Linked DNA regions of Mus musculus: all the other regions are linked to region 2. Evidence: chromatin contacts called from public promoter capture Hi-C data. All regions are on one chromosome and are shown on one strand. The core of a region is the stretch at or near the end of the contact, and the rest is flanking DNA. Distances in the headings are between cores, read along the strand shown.

Evidence for each region. Promoter capture Hi-C pulls out the DNA fragments that hold promoters and counts their contacts.
Region 1: a contact with region 2 is called in a promoter capture Hi-C map of liver, with 3 times the contacts expected there. The contact joins the promoter of Mdp1 here to the promoter of Rem2 in region 2. A contact is called at or near these places in 1 of 39 promoter capture datasets (liver) and 1 of 9 other capture datasets (adipose tissue).
Region 3: a contact with region 2 is called in a promoter capture Hi-C map of liver, with 2.7 times the contacts expected there. The contact joins the promoter of Dcaf11 here to the promoter of Rem2 in region 2. A contact is called at or near these places in 2 of 39 promoter capture datasets (the C10 cell line and liver) and 2 of 115 datasets of contacts at active chromatin or transcription factors (microglia and pancreatic cancer cells).

The regions. Positions count from the first base shown.
Region 1 is chr14:55,658,319-55,662,702 of GRCm38.p6, reverse strand. It overlaps Mdp1 (magnesium-dependent phosphatase 1), which reads left to right and starts at 2,252. Exons shown (of 6, transcript NM_023397.5): 1 at 2,252-2,365; 2 at 2,475-2,535; 3 at 2,605-2,715; 4 at 3,226-3,333; 5 at 3,418-3,503; 6 at 3,629-4,384. The coding sequence starts at 2,329. The coding sequence ends at 3,720. Nedd8 (neural precursor cell expressed, developmentally down-regulated gene 8) reads left to right here. Exons shown (of 4, transcript NM_008683.4): 4 at 78-440. The coding sequence ends at 174.
Region 2 is chr14:54,474,183-54,478,787 of GRCm38.p6, reverse strand. Rem2 (rad and gem related GTP binding protein 2) reads right to left here and starts at 2,688. Exons shown (of 5, transcript NM_080726.3): 1 at 2,414-2,688; 2 at 973-1,317; 3 at 687-760. The coding sequence starts at 2,516.
Region 3 is chr14:55,558,031-55,562,330 of GRCm38.p6, reverse strand. Dcaf11 (DDB1 and CUL4 associated factor 11) reads right to left here and starts at 2,302. Exons shown (of 15, transcript NM_133734.3): 1 at 2,210-2,302; 2 at 889-1,121. The coding sequence starts at 1,043.

The DNA.
Region 1 (4,384 bases), core at 1,003-3,502, 1.2 Mb before region 2:
GCCTCTCAGAGATCCACCAAACTCAGGTTACAAATGCCCATTTTAGATGGATTTCTAATGCTTTTTCTTCTCTGTAGGAATGATGAGAAGACAGCAGCTGATTACAAGATTCTAGGTGGTTCCGTCCTCCACCTGGTGTTGGCTCTTAGAGGAGGAGGTGGTCTTGGGCAGTGAAGAAACTTGGTTCCGTTTACCTCCTTGCCCTGCCAATCATAATGTGGCATCACATATCCTCTCACTCTCTGGGACACCAGAGCCACTGCCCCCTCTCTTGGATGCCCAATCTTGTGTGTCTACTGGTGGGAGAATGTGAGGACCCCAGGGTGCAGTGTTCCTGGCCCAGATGGCCCCTGCTGGCTATTGGGTTTTAGTTTGCAGTCATGTGTGCTTCCCTGTCTTATGGCTGTATCCTTGGTTATCAATAAAATATTTCCTGGCCATCTGGACTCTTTCTTCTTGACACAAATAACTGAAATCCAAGTGGCTATAACCAGTAGAAGTAGAACGGTGGAAGGAAAGGTGCTGCTCTTAGGTTAGTTTTGAGAAGGTGTGGGTGGGATAGGGTGGAAGGTGTCTGACTTTGTAGTGCCAGCTGGCCTAGAACTATGTAGACAGACTATATAGACAGACTGGCCTCAAATTCACATGGATTTGTCTGCTGGGATTAAAGGCATGTGCCATCAGCCTGGAATATTCTTTCTTTTTTTTTTTTTTTTAATTTGGTTTTTCGAGACAGGGTTTCTCTGTGTAGCCTCGGCTGTCCTGGAACTCACTCGGTAGACCAGGCTGGCCTCGAACTCAGAAACCCACCTGCCTCTGCCTCCCGAGTGCTGGGATTAAAGGCGTGCGCCACCACGTCCAGCTTGGAATATTCTTTATTTTAAAACAGGTGTTTGATAGGTATCCCAGGCTGGCCCTGAACTCTTGTTTTGTTGTTTTTGTTTTGTTTTTGTTTGTTTGTTTTGTTTTTGAGACAGAGTCTATATAGCTCTAGCTGTCCTGGAACTTAGTATGTATACCACGCTGGCCTTAAACTCAGAGATCTGTCTGCCTCTGCCTCCTGAGCATTGGAATTAAAGGAGAAGGCCACCACACCCTTGAATTTTTAATCCTCTCTCCTTTGCCTACCTAGTAGGTGGGATTACAGGCATGACCCACCTGGCTTGGCTTTTCAACTGAAAAACATTTTATTCCATTATCCCAAATGATTCTGGATGGGTTGTGTCCCCTGCACACTGAGCCCAGGGGAATTATTTCTTCAAAGTTCTAAATACCAGTTTAGCCCGCTTTTGCACTCCACCTGTGAAGCAAGCTCAGGTAGTGTTTGGTCCTCGTCCCGTAGAAGGATCACTAGACTAGGAAAGCCTACTCCAATGTGGGCTTCGGTCAGTTCTAAGCTCACAAGTGCCAAGTGTTGTCACACTTCCTGACTCCATGTTAAATGACTCCCTTGGTAATTTGAAATCGGACATGGTAGCTAGCTGTGGTGGTTCACGAATGTAATTCCAGCACTTGGGAGGCTAAAGCATGAGAATCAAGAATTCCAGAGCAGCCTAAGTTGCATACCTAGTGAATTAAAGGTTACCCTTGCCTTCATAGTGAGATCCTACCTTGAGAAAGGAAGAAGGGGGGCGGGGAGAGGGGGCGCGGGCGTCTGCAGCAAGAATAGTTTCAGAAATTGGCAAGCACTACAAATCCATTTGTACAAACTCACATCTGTTAAAATACTGTTGCTGAGGACGGTAGAAACCAAAAGAAATCCTTTCCCAGGGCAGCCCTCCTAGCCCTTCACAGTGGCTTGAAGAAAGTCTCAAAAACCTTACGGACCCACCCCTTTATAAGACTAGATTTTCATTCATTGCCCATGCTGATCTCAACCCCCTGCCTAGGCCTCCTGTGTAGCTGTGGTTAAATCACTTTGGGGTGCAGACACTACATTCTTTCTGCTTATACTGTTGCTGAAGACTAGTTTTTTATACTGTCAAGATTCTGACATGAAGACAAGATGAGTGCAGAGTAATAAACTCATGAGATGAGGTCTCAATTTCAAGACAGAAGTGCACAAAGAAAGCTGTGGCTTCTCTAGTGAGAAGTGAGTTGGGTGGTGTAAGGAATACTTTGTGGCCCGCGCCTTGGAGGGAGGTGTGGTCGCCGGTTGCAGCTATTCTCCCCGCAGAGCCTCCGAAGGCGCTCTTGCGCTGTCGGAGGAGGCCGAGCGACGCTCTAGTCACCCGGGCTTTGCCGGTTCTCTGTGGCTCGCCCGCCGCCTACTTGGCCGCCATAGAATTGGGACACACTCAGCGCCAAGTTTGGATTTGCGGGTGGATCATGACGCGGCTGCCAAAGCTTGCGGTTTTTGATCTGGGTAAGGAACGGCAGGGGGATTTTATAAGGCGCTTCCCTTTTCCGCTCCCCGCGGTAGCTAAGTGTCTGCACTCCTCCAGCTTGAACCTTCTTCCTCCTTCCTCTTGCAGATTACACGCTCTGGCCTTTCTGGGTAGATACACACGTAGACCCCCCATTCCACAAGAGCAGGTGAGACTATAAGAGGTATGGGACCAGAAAAGACATTGCGGGAACTGAGCGTTCTGTCATATTCTCCAGCGATGGAACTGTACGAGACAGGCGGGGCCAGAACATCCAATTGTACCCGGAGGTGCCCGAGGTCTTGGGAAGACTGCAGAGCCTTGGCGTGCCTGTCGCCGCTGCTTCTCGGTGAGATAAGTAACTGTGCTGCAGACTCAAGTAGATGCATAAAGAAATTGCACTTAACTCCCTGAGTACCGAAAACTAGGAAGTGCAAATGTAAAAATATTTTCGTTGCTTTTCTTTCTTTCTTTTTTTTTCTTTTCTGTTTGTTCGTTTGTTTTTGTTGCTGTTGTTTTCGAGACAAGGTTTCTCTGTGTAGCCCAGGCTGTCCTGGAACTTGATCTGTAGACCAGGCTTGCCTCCAACTCACAGAGATCCACATGCCTCTGCCTCCCAACTACTAGGGTTAAAGACATGCGCTATCCACTGCCCGGCCTTCGTTGCTTTTCTATCATTAGCTTTCTGTACTTCTAAATTACTAAAGATTAGTTCAGCGCTAGCTATGTCGGAATCTCTGGAACTGAATAACAGGGCAAAGTTGTCCCTTTATCCCCTTATACCTAACTTTGCCTGCATCTCTGGCACTCCCCTAATGCATGTATTTAATGCCTTTTTTTTTTTTTTTTTTTTTTTAAGGACAAGTGAGATACAAGGGGCCAACCAACTCCTGGAGCTCTTTGACCTTGGCAAATACTTTATTCAGCGGGAAATCTACCCAGGCAGCAAAGTCACACACTTTGAGAGGTAGGCAGACAGCTGGTGTGGGAGCAAGTGGACTACAAAAGAAGTCAGCTTGACAAGTGGTTACCCCTGCCTTGTTCTTCACAGGTTGCACCACAAGACCGGAGTTCCTTTCTCTCAGATGGTCTTCTTTGATGATGAGAATCGGAATATCATAGACGTTGGCAGACTTGGTACTGAGTCACTGCTGGGGGGTGAGGGGGGGGGAGTTCTTAAAAGAAGATAAAGTAAGTGTAGGGTGGGTAGTATACGGCAGAGCCTTGAAAGTGTGGTAAAATGTGACTGCTCTTTGTTCCAGGCGTTACCTGCATTCACATCCGGGATGGGATGAGTCTTCAAACGTTAACTCAAGGATTAGAGACATTTGCAAAGGCCCAAGCTGGACTCTGAGGTCCAATCCTGTGGATAAGCCTCATCTGCAGTGTAAAACTAAAATCAAGAAAGCCTTGTCAGGGGCTCTTGTATTAAAGTGTCCACGTGTGACAGTCAGGGTTCTGCCACCGTATGGGTTGTTTCCATTTTTCTTTTCTTTTTCACAAAGATTTATTTATGTATATGATACTGTCATTGTCTTCAGACACACCAGAAGAGGGTATCGTATCAGATCCCATTACAGATGGCTGTGAGTTACCATGTGGTTGCTGGGAATTGACCTCAGGACCTCTGGAAGAGCAGGCAGTGCTCTTAACCACTGAGCCATCTCTCCAGTCTGTTTCCATTTTTCTAACATGTAAACTGAAGTTGTGTCCTGATTAGAGTGCACCAGGTTGTTGTTTCCTTGTGTTGGAACCCACCCTGAGACCTCCTCCAACGGTTTCAAATAGTGGGGTGCCATAACGCTGTGCATTTCTTTGTAGGGACTAAAAGTTAATACTGTTTGGAAATAAGGTTGGGGCCGGCCGGCCTTTTCTGGTAGTAGGGAGTAGCTCAGGAATGAGCCAACCATAGCACGAGGCTTTGTCCCTCCAAGGTTTTAATTGCGCTATATCCTGATTGATGATGTCATGGCTATCTATATCCTGGAGGGATTGGCCAAGGCCCTTCTCAGAATGGT
Region 2 (4,605 bases), core at 1,439-3,938:
GAGTTAGTGATGTGAATCCCACGTGGGAGAATTGGAGAAATAGGATCTCATAGTAGGTTAACCATCTACTCTCTTAGACTTAGACAACTAAGTAAGGAGTCTGGAAGGGCTGGGGATATAGCACAGTTGGTAGAATGCTTGCCTAGTATGCACAAAGGCCTGAGTACCCAGCATGTTGTAAGCCTGTAATCCCACACACAGCAAGCTAAGGCAAAGGGAGTGTTGTGATAAAGAACAATAAATAGATAGATAGATAGATAGATAGATAGATAGATAGATAGATAAATTTTTAAAAGTAACAGAGTGTAGCCTCTTCTTTCCACATAGAGCTATTATACTCAGAAGCCCCTGCACATTTCTCCCTTTACTGAGACCACAGAGACCTCCGGTCCTGTCACATCAGATTTATGAATGGGTCAGTTTCTGTGTAATTAACCTGACTTGTAACAGAAGGGTTTGTCAAATTCAGATTCTAACTTTTGTCTGAGCCAAAAGGTCCTAGGAAAATGGTGGGTATCACAGCTCTGAGCCAAGATAGGCCTGCCAAGGTGGGCCTTTCCCCCTTGAGATGTGGTAATGCAGAGTCATTGCTAGCCATGGTTGGAGCCAGGATGGGTAATGCCAGCAGCTTCAGCCAGACTGCTCTTCCCCAGTCCCTGCAGAGTCAGACACATCTTAGTCCTCACCTGTTCCCAGATGTCATAAACAATTAAAGTCACTTCTTCTTTGTCCACCATGATCCGTCTCTCATAGGTGTCCTCTGTTGGGAAAGAAGGAAGAAAACATGAGGAGATTCCCCAACACGTGTGAGACCTGGTGTCCAGGAACACCTCCTGACATTAGGGAGTCGCCTCCAGGCAAACTTCATAGAAAGCAATGGAGAAATTTCTCTTAGATTCTGTCCTCCAGGGACTGTTCACAATGCAAACACTTTCATGCCTGACTAGAGCCCTCCAGGGTGCCCCTGAATACCTGAGTTCTCCATCTCGTGAGCATGGTCTCCCTGGAGACCTCCAAAAGTGCCCGCTAGAGTGCTCTTGCCCACGCCACTCTCCCCCACGAGCATGACCTTAAAGACGCCATCTTTTTGGGTAAGGGCTGCCTCCCCTGAGCCCAAGGAGTCAGAGGAGCCAGAGGGGGAGGCCTGGGGTGGCCAGTCAAGTTCATCTACAGCTTGGGCCCGCCGCAGCTGGTGTTTGTAGGGCACGGGCATGCTTCCTCTTCGTCTGGGGACCCCAGGAGCAGGAGGAGGCCCGCTCAGGTCCAACTCTGCTAACAGTTTCTCTGGCTTCTGTTTCAGAAGTGTAGTATCTGCTTCTAGGGAGGGGGAGAGAAGGAAGCCATGGGTGAGATATATCTAGACATCGGATGAGCGGTTAATTCAGGCTGCTTCTTCAGCTACACCCAGATAAAGAGCGTGACCCCAAAAGAGCTGAGAGTCATTAGTCTAGCCTTGTGCACTAAAAATTCCCCTGAAACTCAAAAGCAATGAACTTTCAAGGCGCTGGCATGATAGTTTCCCATGTTGATCCTAGCCACAACATGATCAAAACTTGTGTCACTGAGGGAGGTCCTGTGCACAGGGTTACACACCACTCACACCTTACACCGTCATAGGCACGCCCCTACATTAGGCCTAGTGAGTTGGGAAGCTATATCTTCCCTCTAATGGGCCCTGCCTCCTATTTCTTCCTGCACCCCAGTCCCAGACTGGCAGGTGTAGGCAGAATCAGAAACTCCGCAGGGACCTTATTTCTAGGTCTGGGGGAGGAGGGCTAAAGAAGGGGAGCGTACTGTTTCCTGTGTCCCCGTAGGTAGGTGAGCATCGCATGCGTGAGTGTTTGTGTGTGAGAGAGAATCCTCCTGGATCCTTGCCTGTCCTGGCGAGTGGGAGACAATGTTGTGTTCGTGGGGAGGTAGCGGTGGAGAGTGTGTGTGAGGAGGATGACAATTCAGGGGTTGGGGTAACTAGAGGAACAACAACAGACACAACAAAGGGGGATGGAGCGAGGCTATAAATAGCACAGGATCAATATTTGGCAGGCAGCCAACGATGGAGCTAGAAGAAGCCCTTACAACAGGTCCCCAGGGAAGCCCCCTTAGCTGGGGATTCCTAGGTTTGTGGGCTGCTTCTTTTCTTCCCCCTTCCCTTCTGGCAGGCTCTGCCTAACAGGGCTGAGGTTAACCTAGGGGCCAAGTGCCAGTTTCTCTGGCGAAGCCCTGGGAGCGTTGGGGGAGGGGCACCCTGGCAGCTTTCCCCCTTCCCCTTGGCCGTCCGGACCTCAAAAGTGCAGGGGTCTCCCTTGCCGCATTTGCTCTTCCCTTCTCGTTGGATCCTGCCCAGACCTTCCCACCAAAGCTTCAGCTCCCCCACCCACAGCTTTAGCCACATCCTACTCCCCTTAGCCCTCACCTGGTGTGGGTGTCCCCAGTGGGGAGGCCTGGCGGCTGCTGGAAGAACAAAGTGCTACGGTTTCTGTGTCCATGTCCATGTCGGTGTCAAGGTCCGTGTGCATCGGCGTGCATGTGCGAGTGCAGCCCAGCGGCTCAGAGCACCGGTTCCTCACTCAGCAGCACTGTCAGCTTTTCCCTTTAAATACTGCCCCCCCCCATCATATTCCCCACCCCTCCCCGCTCCAGACACCTGGGGAAATTGTCCCGCCTCCTGATGAGGTCACATATGCTAATGAGCAGTGATGTAAGCGGGATTCCCTCCTTCTGTCTCCCTCCTTTTTCTTTGTGTCACTTCCCTCTGGGAGCATACTCCCTGCATAGGCACAGCTTGGCATACGGGCAGAACAGAGCAGTCAGGGGGACGGAAGAAAAGGTTTCAGAGGGCGGTGTGGAGGCAGGGGGCTGCAGATAAAGGAGTTGAGAGTGGCAGGAGGCAGGGACCCTGAGAGCCAGAGGACTTCTGCTCCAGTGTCCAAGACTATAAACCTTGTCTGTTGTTTCCAGCCCCCACCCCATCGTCCAGCTTAGGGTGGGTGCTCAGTGGCTAAAGAGTGTGACAGACGACTAAAGACTAAATGGAAAGACAGAAATGAATCAAGGGATGTGAAGCTGGAGAATGGCCACCCTACTGTCTAGGTCCTTCACTCGGCCTCTTCAGGAGCTACAAAAGTCCTCAGGCAGATGAGAGCTCTGAGGAAGGGAAGCCTCCTTGTGCAGCTTCGTTTCGCCTTCACCGCTAGGCCAGCACAGCCAGGGTTAATCTATGGGAAGCCAGAACCGGCAACTCCTTGACTGTTCCTTGTCTACCCAGCTTCCTTTTCTCTTGGGTCCCCATTCCCGGCAGCCTCCTTCTGCACACACCGTGCCTCTCTGCTTCACCCTATTTTGCCAAGTATCTCTCTTCCTTTTCATAACTAAGGTTTAGAAGGGTTGGTGGTTGGCCTGTCCCCAAAGCATTCTTGCAAAGTGTCACTTTGTATGATTGCCACCTTTAGATTCCCAATGCCTAGACAACCCACGGTCTCTAAACAAAGTGGCTTGTGTTCTCATAAATACACGCAACCTTTTTTAATTGGTGATATATTTTGCCATTCTCCGTGAACTTCTCCCATGGAAGAAACTACAAGTAACTCTGAGAATATGTTGTAGTACCACTTCCCTGGTGATCAGCCCTTGAGCAGGATCTGAAGGGGTCTACAGAACGCACGCTCTTAACTCTACAGCCCCTTCAGTTTCCACTCATAGCCTATTGTTCTGGTTTGCTTCTCTATTGCTGTGATAAAACCTAGAAACAAACTTGGCAGGAAGGGGTTTATTTGGCTAACGGGCTAGAGAGCACCATCAGGGGAAGCCAAGGCAGGAACACAAGAAAGGAGCTTGGCCAGAAATCCTGCCGAGTCTGGATCACTTGGCTGACTTTATATAGTTCAGGGCCCTTGCCCAGAGTAGCACTGCCTACAGTGGGCCAGGACCCCATACCAACTAGCAACCAAGAAAATGCCCCACAGACATGGCCATAGACTAATCTGGCAGAGGTGACTCCTCAATTTAGGTTCCTCTTCCCGGGAGTCACTTTGACAACTGAAACCAATGTGATTCTTATTTTATTCATAAGTTTGCTATACAAAGTATATTCTGTAATAGATGTATACTTGGAGCGGTGACCTTGGTAACCATAGGTTTTTATAAGTGCTCCTTAGCCTTTTTTTTTTTTTTCGAGACAGGGTTTCTCTGTAGCCCTGGCTGTCCTGGAATTCACTTTGTAGACCAGGCTGGCCTCGAACTCAGAAATCCGCCTGCCTCTGCCTCCCAAGTGCTGGGATTAAAGGCACCACGCCCGGCTGCTCCTTAGCCTTTTGAAACATCTCCTCCCTTTCCCCCTAGACAAGATTTCTCTGCAGATCCATGGCTGTCCTGGAACTGTAGACCAGGCTGGCCTCAAACTCAGAGATCTGCCTGCCTCTGCCTCCAAAGATTAAAGGATGTGTACTACCACCAACACCGCTACCCTGCACCTTTTGGAAAATTTTTAAAAAATATAAATTTCTTTATTATGTATAGCGTTCTACCTCATGTATACATGTACACTAGAAGAGGGCATCAGATCTCATTACAGATGGTTGTGAGACACCATGTGGTTGCTGGGAATTG
Region 3 (4,300 bases), core at 1,053-3,552, 1.1 Mb before region 2:
AGAAGGTATATTCTGGTTCATGGCTCAAGGGCAGAGTCTGTCATAGCGGGGCCATCAAAGTAGCAGGGCCAGGAACAGCTGGTAACACAGCACTCATAGTCAGGAAGAAGGCGGGATGAATGGTTGGGTTTAGCTAGCTTTCTCCTTTTTATACAGTCTAGGACCCACATGGGAATGGCACCACCCACGCTCAGAGTGGGTCTTCCTGCTCCAATGAACCCAATCGCCATAATCCCTTCCAGGCCTGCCCAGAGAGGCTAAATAATCCATCCCGCCCAGGTGTGCCGTGTCCCCCAGGTGATTTCAGACTCTGTCCAGCTGACAACAACAACAACCCTCACAGCCGTCGGTGTAGGAACGCAACACAGAACACAGGGTCTGCAGGGATACTAGGTTCATCTTTTCCCAAGGAACCGTAGGCAAGCAAACAAAACGTTCTTAGTTCCTGGTGGTCACCCCCTTGAGGGCATTCTTTTCTTAAGAGCAGGGCTAGTAAGGCCGATGTAAACTTGTTTTTCAAGTAAATCCACATGGCTTCATCTCACATGGCAAGTGACTTAGCACCCCCTTCCCAACTCTTTTCACATCTCTCCTTTCCTCCATAATCCCTCTCCCTTCTCTCGTTTTATTTTCTTGGAAAACTGATGACATTTGTGTTGTCACAGCTGAAAAGGCTTCCCTTAGGAGCTCCTCAACTATGAGAGTTGTAAGAACCATTTTGGGTAGGGAGCCACGCAGAGTGTATGGACATCCAGCAGGGAAAGGTCGTTCTGTTCAAACACAACCATTGTCCTGGGACAATGCCATTCCCTATCCTCTGCACTTTTCCTGCCTGAAGTTGAGGTCAAGACATTGTGACACTTAGTGTCACAGCAGAGGGTAAGTTACCTGCGGAGGAGATAGGCCAGTACCTGGGCCAGATCCACATCTTCATCCTCTTCTTCCTCTTCCTCACTACGACGCAGGCCAGTCCCTCTTCGGGACAAGCCCTCAGAGGGTTCTAAGGACCCGGATCCGGCGCTGCTGCTGTTCCGTGATCCCATCTTCTGGTTACAGCATCCTTATGTCTTGCGCAGGGGCTGCTCCTGTCTCCAACTTGGGTTTGGTGAAAGCAAAGCCTGCTGTAGAAATACCAGGGTTTCCAGAAACGGGGCAGAAGCTATCTTTAGAGGGGTGACCCCTCCAGGAGACTGAGATTTCCTTCTCTTTAGCTATGACAGCTCCCAGGGTATCGGGAACATAAACCTTTCTCAATCCTGTGAAGCAAAGAAAGCCATATGAAACCTAGGGTGCAACCCTACCGTACTAATCAGAGTCCACGAAGAGGAATTTCCCATTTTCCTAACCAAACTCACCTATCAAAGTCCCCGGCCCGGGATGGCTGAATCCCAGATAACCTCTCCGACTGACCAATCAAAACCCCTTGCGGAAGAACGCATTTCACTAGCTTATCTCACACAACCAACCAGAGGCGTTAGAACTCAGACCCCCCCCACGCCTCCCTCTACTGACCAATCAGAGCAATTTCTTGCACGGGCCGGCAGCATCAACAGCCAATGAGGTTAGAAGTCAGCCTAACACCCCCTCCAGTTTAGCTTCACGCCCACGTGGTGCGCCGGGGGTGTGTACAACAGGGGGAGGGAAAATGGAGAAGCACCTCCCCCCGGCGTCTGGCGGTTACCGCCCCACGCGAGACCACCCACCAGCCAGGAGCTGTCGCAGGACCCGCAGGGGCGAGGCCCTGTTTACAGCGACTATCGCTGCGGCGCCGGCTAACAGCTCCTCAGTCGCGAGCCTCGTCCGTCACGCTTCTGGCGGCCAGGCCTGCTGACGTCACTCGACGCTCCAAGCAGTCCCTCCCCCTCGGCCCTCTGATTGGATAGCTGAGACCTGTGATTGATAGGTGGGCTGGGGAACTTGCTCAACCCAAGAGGGGCGTTTAGTCGTAGCGGACTGGAATTGGCTGCGACCTGCATTAGACGTAGCGGAACTAGACATCAAGTCTGCGAGGTGGTCCCTTAAGGTCGCTTGGCCTCGAGTGGTTTGTTTGTTTGTTTGTTTTTTACTGCGTGCCCAATCGCTCCTATTCCCTCAGCTCCCAGCAACCCCAGTTCAACCGTTTTCCCCTGGCTGTAGCGCTAGCGGCCTGTCGAAAGCAGTCCTCACTGGTGGGACCTGGGCCTCTCCACCCTGCTGTGTACACGCTTACCAGCGGGGGTCTTGTCTGACGACCCCTGGCTTCCTTTCTTGGTCTTTGCATACGCTCCCTAAGTGCCGCGGCCGTCCCCGGAGCCTTTCCGGTTGCCTTAGTGCGCACGCGCCCCTTGGGTCTGGGCTTTGCCGACCGTCCCTAGGCTTCTGTCGCTCGCCACCTCCCGTTGGTTTATGAGTAACTAGGGTGAGTCCAAGGCCAACCCTACCTTGTCTGGGATGGTTTCCTAGGCCAGAGAGGCGGGCGATGTCGGCCTTGGCCCAGAGGTGGGCCATCGCGAGGACACCTCAGCTCCCGGGGCGAGCATGTGACAGGTTCTGTGTCAGGTTTCCTGGTCTCTAGGCCGGAGACCCCAACATTTTCTCCCGATCCACGCAGGTTGTCACTGCCTTAAAATTCTTAACTGTAAACAAGCGCCCAGCATTTTGTTCTTTGGCTGGTCTCCATTAATTATGTGGACAGGTATTTCAAACATACACGGAACTTTCAGGATTCCTAGGTATTTGGGTTATTTGGCCTGGAAAGTCTGTAATAATTTTAGTATTTTTCCTTCCTTATTACTCTTCTAGTTCTTACAAGTTCTGTAGATATTTTTTAACTGATTACTTGAGGTTATTTTCACAGTGGCTGTTTTTCCACATTTCAGACTTCTTCCACTCCTTGATCTGCTCAAGTCTACTCTTAAAAGTATTTCGTTCTTAAGAGCTGACTGTTTTTTCGTTTTTTTATTACTTCAAATACAGACTTCCCAACCTGATTGTCTTTTTACTTCATTCGAAAATTTTGTCTGCCAATCAAATGTGCCTAGAAGTGCCTTATTTCTACTGGTACACCCTTTCAGAATGTCTAATCTGAGAGATGCTTTATCTTTTTAACCAGTCCTAGCCAGCCCTCATAGCCCTAAACTGTGACCTAGTGATACTGCTATCTGTAATCAAACTTGGACCTACATAAAAATGTATGTTCTGCTTAACAATCACTGATAATAGTGGGATACTGGAAATAAAAGAAATCCAAATATACAATAAGAGGTTGGTTAAATAAATTATGGTCAGTTTTGTACAGTTATAAAAATACCTGGTAGCCACTGAAATGAATTTTTTAGTGGGTTAGGAATATGTCTCTATGGGAGAGTGCTTGCTTGGCATTCTGTATATACTGGGTTCAGTGTATACATTGAACACACACACACACACACACATACACACCAAACAACAACAAAAACCCAATGTTGCTGCAGTTCTTCATAAAATAAAAATAACCGAGGGCTGGAGAGATGGCTCAGTGGTTAAGAGCACCGACTGCTCTGCTGAAGGTCCTGAGTTCAAATCCCAGCAACCACATGGAGGCTCACAACCATCTGTAATGAGATCTGACGCCCTCTTCTGGTGCATCTGAAGACAGCTACAGTGTACTTAGATATAATAATAAATAAATCTTTTAAAAAAAATAACCAAGTTTGGGCCAGTGAGATAGTGAGATGCTTCAGCAGGTAAGGGTGTTTGCTAGGTAATGGTGCTTACTAGGAAGTCTGGGGTTTTTGTTTTTGTTTGTTTGTTTGTTTTTCGAGACTGGGTTTCTCTGTAAATCCCTGGCTGTCCTGGAACTCACTCTGTAGTCCAGGCTGGCCTCGACCTCAGAAATCCACCTGCCTCTGCCTCCCAAGTGCCGGCATTAAAGGCGTGTGCCACCATGCCCAGCTACTACTAAGTCTTATGACTTGAGAGAGAATGGACTCCTACAAATTGTTCTCAGAACTCCTCATGCATACCTCCCTACTCACCCACACCCACCCAAAGAAGTAAATACAAATTTGAAAAATCCAAGCTCATTATGTGATTAAATAACAAAATGGATGATAGCTAAGGTGGAACATGAACAAAACATTATGATTAGGTCCAGAAAAGAGGCCTGTAAAATTTTTTCCTTATTATCGTTATATATGTGTGGATGCATGTGTGTGTAGTGTGTTTGTGTGTTCAGGTGTGTTCTGGTGCATGTGAACATGTGTATCAGTTGATGTAGAGGCTTGAAATGGATGTCTGGTGTCTTCCTCAAAAATTTCCAAGTTATTTATTTGAGAATTCC